Linked DNA regions of Ovis aries: region 2 is linked to region 1. A link is a contact called in public Hi-C data. All regions are on one chromosome and are shown on one strand. Each heading gives the region's core, a stretch centred on a gene start, on an enhancer-like site or on the middle of the called end of the contact. The rest is flanking DNA. Distances are from core to core; before and after follow the strand shown. Region 1 holds the start of TRIQK (triple QxxK/R motif containing). Region 2 overlaps RUNX1T1 (RUNX1 partner transcriptional co-repressor 1).

What was found. A called contact is a pair of places that touch in the nucleus more often than the background predicts.
Region 2: a Hi-C map of tail adipose tissue shows a contact between it and region 1, with 2.7 times the contacts expected there. The contact joins the enhancer-like site here to the promoter of TRIQK in region 1. A contact is called at or near these places in 2 of 16 Hi-C or Micro-C datasets (skin fibroblasts and tail adipose tissue).

The regions. Positions count from the first base shown.
Region 1 is chr9:84,216,401-84,220,598 of ARS-UI_Ramb_v3.0, forward strand. It overlaps TRIQK (triple QxxK/R motif containing), which reads left to right and starts at 2,115. Exons shown (of 6, transcript XM_060393516.1): 1 at 2,115-2,189.
Region 2 is chr9:85,209,168-85,213,365 of ARS-UI_Ramb_v3.0, forward strand. All of the region lies in intron 2 of RUNX1T1 (RUNX1 partner transcriptional co-repressor 1), which reads left to right. Among named protein-coding and RNA genes, the nearest start is that of RUNX1T1, 30 kb to the left of the region's middle. Within about 2 kb of position 2,279, at least 16 of the 54 cell types and tissues checked have an H3K27ac peak or open chromatin away from gene starts, as enhancers often do. A contact at or near this core is called in tail adipose tissue, where this site is marked.

The DNA.
Region 1 (4,198 bases), core at 865-3,364:
GTCCTGAATAATTCATTGGAAGGACTGATGCTGAAGCTGAAGCTCCAATACTTTAGCCACCTGATGCGAAGAAATGACTCATTAAAAAAGATCCTGATGTTGGGAAAGATTGAAGGCAGAAGGAGAAGGAGACAACAGAGGATGAGATGGTTGGATGGCATCGCTGACTTGATGGACATGAGCTTGAGCAAATTCCAGGAATCGGTGCTAGACAGGAAGGCCCGGCATGCTGCAGGCCCCAGAGTCACAGAGTGGGACATGACTGAGGGACTTAACTGACTGAATCCCTTAAACGGGTAAGATTATTCAGATATTTATTTGCTGAGATTTGAATACGCAATTGAGAAAAGATTCAAATAAATAATTCGCCATTTTAATTTAAATCTTACAGTATTTATTTATACAATATACTTATTAATTTAGAACCAGAACACATTTTAGCGTAAAACCACATATTTTTAAAATATTAAAGTAACATAATGCAGATCATGAGTTATATAAATGAAAACACTTTTCGTACAGAATGATTCATAACTAGCAAACTTTCAGAAGAATTTGGAAATTTAGTACGTTAAGAGGATAAAATCATTTGTAACTGGAATGTGTTTCCTTTACTCCAACAGTTTTATCATAGTATGGTGGCCATTTTAATTGACTCACAACACACTTATCCAAAGGCATTGTTTTTGTTTGTTTTTATTTTATTTCTTACTACGATATCTGACAAGATAAACACTTCTGGGTATTGGTATAATATAAGTATATATGATACTATGGTATAATACAGAAAAAGGATTTTACTATTTTAAAGCTGCTGCTGCTAAGTCACTTCAGTTGTGTCCGACTCTGTGCGACCCCATAGATGGCAGCCCACCAGGCTCCCCCATCCCTGGGATTCTCCAGGCAAGAACAGTGGAGGGGGTTGCCATTTCCTTCTCCCCTGCATGAAAGTGAAAAGTGAAAGTGAAGCCGCTCAGCGACCCCAAGGACTTCAGCCTTCCAGGCTCCTCCGGCCATGGGATTTTCCAGGCAAGAGTACTGGAGTGGGGTGCCATTGCCTTCTCCCACTTTAAAGCTGCACACATGCAAATCTAGTTAAGACTATTAAGATAATTCCATTTAATGCTACAGCTATTTCTGGAAGGGGAACTGGAGACCAACAAAGGATTTAGAAGGACAGAAAATAAAATTACGTTTTAGACTCAATTCCTGACCCTGATATCTTGGGACATCTCACAGAATTTTCTAGTCTGTTTATACTTGTCTCTTTCGTAAGCTATTCCTTTCTCAAGGTTTTCATACACTTGTTTGTTTTGAAAGATTTGATGAACTGGCCTAGAGGAAAGTGACTTATACTTTAATGAGACACAAATTAAAATGGAAGTCATGTAATGTTTTTAAAAAAGAAATTTAAGCTCATTTTACCACAGCATAAAAATAATGACTGCAGGCACTTTGACAATTGAATGAATGTCACTCTCCGACTCGGTTTCCTTGTCCATAGATTGTGGATAAAACTTTCACTGGGTGTTGTGAGGATTATATCAGGTATAAATCATTCAATCGTCAGACGCTGTGCAAAAGACAGCTAGTAACAATATTTCATTCCCATTTCGTATGTGTGAAAGGTGTGAAAACTGGGAATCTGGATATAACGCCAAACCTTAAATATTAGGTTTCAAGAATCACCTTTCCTAAACTAATCAGGCTGTTAAAAGCTTGCACCTGCAAACAACATTGCTTTCCTAGACAGTTAGCTCATCCTTCCCTCCAGGGATGTCCCCCAAAGAGTTTGGATGGGGATGTGGTGAGAAAAGTTCAATAATCAAAAGAACGTATTTCTGTGTTTTATATTTAAAAACAAGTGGCCGTCCTTATTTTCAATTTCTAGAGTCAGTTTGCTAGGCGGGAGTGAAGGCTTGAGTATCCCGTTAAACGTTGAGGAAAGGCCACATCGCCCGCGCATTTCCGTCGGGGGGCTCTAAGAGAGGATAGACAGAGAGCCTGGCCAATCGGAGCGCAGGTTAGAGCTGCTCCCGCCCCCTTCCGTCGAGCCCGCCTCTTCCCCGTGCCGCCCTCTGGGAGTCCGGCAGGCTCGCCCCGCCCCCTCCCCTGAGTGACAGGACCGTGGACAGCAACATTTCCAGCCGGACACGTAGTTGGTCGGCCCTTGCGCTGGCTGAACTGAGGTGTGTGTGGTGTGTGTGTGTCAGGCAGGGGCGGCGAGGGGATTGGGGAGGCCCTGCCCGTGAAGCTCGGGGTCTGGGGGCGAAAGCGGTTCCTCACTGGGCCCTCAGTGCATTTAGGGGACGCTCGGTCCACCCCTGGGAGCCGCACTTGGGCGTACTGGGCGGAGGTGGGCGGGCAGGGGTCTTTGGCCGTGGAGGACCCCAGAGCCCAGGAAACCCCGTAGGAACGGTCGTGGCGTGAGGAGCCTTCCGGGCGCGTGGGGCGCTCGCGGTGGGGGTGGGGCGGCGGGCGCGGGGCTCGCGGGTGGGCGTGGCTGCCGCGGTTGCTAAGGAACGGCGGGCCCCGCCCTGCCAGCGTGTCTGGCTCTGGCCGCCCGGCCCTGCGAAGCGGGGCTCGGCCCGCCTCCCCGCGGCCTTCCCCTTGGCTTGGAGCTGGCCCCCGTTGTGCCTTCAGTGAACTAGCGTCCCCTGATTTTACTGTCCTGCTTTTCCGGTGTAGTGGGTACAGAGCTCCCACTCAGGCCTCCCTCTCCCACGTTACTCCTCTGCACACTTCAGCTCCTCGCCTTCCAAAATGAACAAGGATCTGCAGACCAGAAAACGTTCAGAGAAGGGTTTCAGGCAGCTTGAGGTGGCTTTATTTGCCGGGATGGTGGGACGGGAATGAGCCTTTTCCTGGGGTTTGGTGAATGCTTGAAGCCACAAGGTAATGGTGTCCCTGTGGATGAGTAGGACAGGGGAGATAAGAGATGTGATTTCTTCCACCTGGAAGTCTTTTTGATTGCTGCTGCTGTTTGAGTTCAAGGAGCTTCTCAGGAAGTTGAGGCAAGTCATTATTGGACAGGTCCTAATAATGTATGATCTCCCTTTCAGACCCTCTTATGGAGAAGGGTGGTTGGTACTAAGTAACTGAAGCCCTCCTTGGCTTCAATGCCCCATTTAATGATTAACTGTGAGATAGAAACCATAGATAACCATTCAGATCTCTTCTTTGCCCCCATCGTCTGGCCCCTAATGATTCAGCAGAGCAAACAATCCACAGAGAAAACACAAAGAAACTAAAAGTCTGCTTTTACTTCCTTGTGCTAGGTTTACTGTATAAATCCCCAAGAAGGAAGCTTGTAGTGCCTGTTACCAGTAGGAAGAAGATTGACCTAAAAATCAAGAATCTCGCTGTTAGGAAATATTTGCCATTGGGCAGTAACCTTCATAACTTCTCTCATCTGGGAAGTGGAGATACCTATGTGCCTTTTGGTTATAAAACGTAAGGAGAGCTAATTGTAAACTGTTACTGATTACACTTTTAACCTTTTTTTTTTTTTTGGTCTATATGATCTCTGTTGTTGATTCAGTATTAGCTCTTCTTACGTAGTACCTGAAATGTCCTGCATACATTTTTTCCCCATTGATATCACTAGATTTTTTCAAGTATATGCATAGTCTGAGAAAATTGGGACAGATTACTTTCTAATTCAATGATGAATGACCTTTTTGGTGGTATATACCATTTTGAGAAGCCAAGGGAAACTACTGACTCTCCCCTTAGAGAAAGACACAATTCGAAACATAAGTGGATGTTGGATAAGGAACATCTGTTTTCGATCAACTTCTTGAGTGTTAAGAAAATTACTCTCCTATCTTGCCTCACTTCAAAGAGTGACGAGTAATTTATATCCAAAAGTACTAGGAGGAGAGTTGGGTCTCTTCCATGTCTTCCAAAATGCATCTTAACTGTAGTTTAGTTTATGGTCTTCAATGAATCCTTTTTCTTCTTCTTTAAAAAAAAGTTTATTTTTTTAGTATTTAACAAACATGAACTACCAATGATCAATAAATTATAGCTGACTCTTAAAACCATGTAAATTGAATTTTATTATAAATGCCATTTGATCATTCTTTCAAAGAATATTCTTATATTTAAGCAAATGAAAAGAGAAATTATTGTCAACTTGTTTGGGGAAATGTTAAATTGTAGTTTTTAGACAAACATTAAATACACAAACTTTCTC
Region 2 (4,198 bases), core at 1,029-3,528, 990 kb after region 1:
CGTTGCAGCATGGAAGATTCACATTTAAAGCAAAAATGCATGACAGAGACATATTTTAAAACAAGTTAATGCATTTTGTTTGTTATAATATGTAAATGCCAAGCCTCAGCATCAGGTATCAAAAACACCCTGCTGAGTTTCTTCTCTCTCTTTCTTGTGTGTGTGAGTATGCTTACTTAGAATGATGTGTGTGTACACACACAGTATACGTATACATGTATGTACACACACGTATATATGTGCATATATGTATCTAATTGTGTGTGTTTGCCTATTTTATAACTGTTGGGTCTTCTTTATGTTTCATGTGGCATTGAAAAGTTTACTCCTAGTTTTTTTCTTTTTTGTGTGATGGTAGAGGGTGTATATAGATAAATATGGGGTTGAGCCAAGAAGTAGAGAGAAACAGAAATCACATACTTTAAATTTACAGAAAATGTGGAGTCCATTGGATTCTTGGGATTGTAATCTGGAAGCAGAAAAAACAAAGAACTAGGAGCCGGTGAACAGTTGGGGCAGTAAGCAACAGTGGCCTGAGGTGGTGCTGGAGAGTCTGGTCCCTGTTTGAAGCCAGGCGGGGGTCACCAGGAGACAAGCCTGTCTCTTTGGGAGGCCAGGAGAGAAATGATGCCTTAGGGACAGTCACCAGCTTTGATGGGAGTTTATGATAAAGGCAAAATGCTACTGTGTTTCCCCTAGTATTTTAAAGTATATCCTAAATATGCACAATGTCCAGTTTTCTACAGCTGTGTTATTGTGTGTCTTTGTGAGGACTGGGCAGATTTGGGACAGTTAGGAGTGGTATCCAGCCTGAGGAGCGTGCTCTTATAAGCCATTAAGGAAAGGGTCCAGTATTTGTCATATAAAAAAATTAACTGGTCATCTAATGCACGGGCATTAGAATGGAAGCAGTTGTGACGTAGGAAACTTGTTGCAAAGTGTTTGTATTTATGTTCAAATGGGATATTTATTAGTACCAATTTTAAGATACTGTATGTGTTTCAAAAGCCACACTTGTGTTTTTAAAAATAAAAATGTTTAGGTGGTGCTGTGTACCTTCAGATATTTGTATCTTTATTAGGAAAAGAAGAAAGTTATTTTCTTAAGCAAAATTGCTGAGTTTTGAGAGCATTTGCATTTATTTTTCGTTTTTCTTGCTCATGTTGGAGAGGTCTGATAGCATTAATGGGCTTTACCCCACATGGAGCTTTGAGCTTATTGTAGCACTGCACACTGATCCCAGGTCAGTGTGATGCGTGAAATCAATTTATTTGAATCTCTTTGCCTCTATAGGAATTTGGCAGCGTGCCAGTTGTTTTCATTTAATGTTCTTTGTGTTGAACACAGACAAGCAGGCATGCTTTTGTATTCGTCTCTCTTTTGCTCTCTGTCTCTTTCAGCCAATATTTTACTCTATGGATTCTGAGATGAAGAAAGAATATATTATTTATATGATTCTAATCATTACTTAATGTGCATGTTCTACTTTCTTATCTTTTAAGGGATTTGTTTTTAACATTCCTGAGTTCTCCTAGTGACTTTCTTTGTAGAGAAGAAACATTTTAGAATTTTTTAAAAAATTAAGCTTTTGGATGAGGCATAATACACCAGACCCTAGGTGGTATTTGCTTACCATAATGCTCGTTATCAAAACGGAAAAGAAGAGTGTTCATTACACCATACCACCAGTGTTTCATTTGTGAACTAGTTTATCAAAATCAGTGACTTCTTGGGGAGCTTTCTAAGGGTAAAGATTCATACTTTAAATGGGTGCAAGCGAAGACACATGATTAGCGGGGTAGTATTCTGAGTAACACATCTTGCTGAAGATGCCCCTGTTTTTCCCCTAGATGTGGCTTAGATGAATCTTGAGGAAGTTCCTGCCATGAGGGCTTTTTTTTTTTTTTTTTGCTTTTTAAAATTTGGAGGGTTCTGGCAGGGAACAGCACAAAGGTTTCTGCAGCACACAGAGGCTCCGAGCCTGGTGTGGCTGTTTGTGTGGAGAGGATGTGTTTCTGGGTCAGCTTTAGGAAGAGGTGCAGAAGGAAACAGGGAGGAGAGAGCTGCTGTGTTGATGCTCCGGGCGGTTCTCGCGGAAGTCGGTCTGCAGACCCGGGGCGCCCGGGAGCCTCGGGGTCAGGCCCGCCCCCAGCACCCCGCTTCCTCGTTTAATTACCTGAAGAGCCAAACAGCCCGCCGGCGGGTGTGTGAACGCCCGGTATCTCCGCGGCCGCCTGGCGCTCCGACATCCTGCGCGGCCAGCCCTGTCTGTCCGCCAGCGTCAGGCTGGCTCCCGCCCCGGTTCCTTTGCTTTCTGGAGTCATTGTGTGGAAGAGGGTTTGGTCAGGAATTGGAGGTTCCTGCCAGTGCTGTGTCCCTCCTCTCTCTCTCTCTTTCTGGACCAAGCTGACAACGTGCTTGATTTTTTTTTTTTTTTAATGAGTTTAAAGATCTTTTTCATTTTACACGCTGGCCTTGCCATGAAACACATATCTCTATCAGCAGCCCCAGACGTTAACCAGTGCAGAACTGGTCTCAGTTAATGGGTTCTTATTTTCCTAATTCTTGTTCTTTACTCTCCTTCCCATGTTGCCTTTTTGGGTCAGATTCACTGGTAGTTTGGTATGAAACTAGTAATTCAGAGGTTATTTTTATGAGGCTGTTTTGGAATCTTCATCTGTCCATGAAAACAGAATAGTCCATTTTTTAAACAAAGGTGATAGAACAGGGAAGATTTTCTTTTTTTCCTTTTCCATGCAATTTAAATATGGGGACTTGGACATTTGCTGTGGGAAGGGCCACACCCTTTGATGAAGCTGGGGATGGTAAGACATACTAGATGGACAGAAACGTGTGGCCAATTTGAGAGTCGTATAGGGTGAAGACTCTGAGGAATGCTTGGAGATGGAGCCATTTGGGAGATCCCCAGAGTGTAACAAGGTGTTGCCTTTCCATGAGGAAATCCAGCAGGTTCTTTATCCACAGTGTGGGCTGATGAAATGTGTGTGCTGTTGGGGGGCGGGTGTCGGGGGGGGGGGGGGGGGGGCAAGGTGGTGGTGGTGGGGTTTCCTGCAAAGGGAGGGGAAAGTGTGAATACATGTGCAGTGATTTGCTTTTTCCAGCTACTTCATTAGGATTCTGTCATGCAAACTTAAGGCATTTACCCTTTCGATGCACATATGTGCATCCCATTAATGTTAATAGGAGTTGCAGCAGGTAAGAGAGCAGTGTGTACCTTTGGGTTGTGCAGGAGCCCAGCTCCAAGAAATTGATTCCATTCTTTGCAAAGAATAAAGACATTGGGACTTTGCAGAGGAGAGTTCTGTAGGAATGATTTTCAAAGCTTATTTTTCATATTATATTTATGGAAGCAATGTCAATATTTTATGTGTTTGTCTACCACTCCAGCGAAAAGTATATAATCATTTAAATAATTGGATTAGCCTGGTGCGCCTTGTGATGGAGCTGGCATCACCATGATCTATTATGCACTAGCATAAGTAGCTCTGCCATAAGTGTTATGTGTATCCTCGGGCATTGCATGTTTATTTATGTATCAGCCTGCTGCACTTCTTTCCGAGTCTTTCCCTTTCAACATCAGTATAAAGATGAGAAAAGAAAACATGTAAATATAATTTAAGCCGCAGTCAACATTTCTGACTGGTGTCCTCCTCCACTGACAAACTTCACGTATCCCTCTTTCAAGCTTCAGCTCTCTGGAAGTTCTGTCTACCTAGAGCTTTCTTATTATGCGAGTAACGTTACTGCCAGTTACAGTATTAGGCCTTAGCAGCAGGGAGTGTATAACGTGAGAAAAACCTGGAGGACTTTGGAAAGTGTCTGGGGAGAGTTGTGGCTTGCAGGTGGTGGCACCAGGAATTAAAGAGCAAAGTAGTAAGAAAGTGGCGTTGGTGCCTCGTGCTGAGTGTGCCCAGTAAATGTGGAGTGAAAACAGTAAGAAAAAAAGCAGGTCCGTGAGAAAAGAGACTGGGAGGAAGTGAATTACTCCAGAAAGGCAAATGGAAAGGCCCAAATTTATTAGTAACTGTGGACATGTGTTAATTGATCATCAGGAATCAAAATAGGACATTTCGGTATATATAACAGATAAAAAAGCCACAGTATTCCAAAATTTTAGTAGTCTGGTGCCTGCAATTAAGAGTACTTTTAGTAACAGTCAGAAGTGAAATTTTCATAC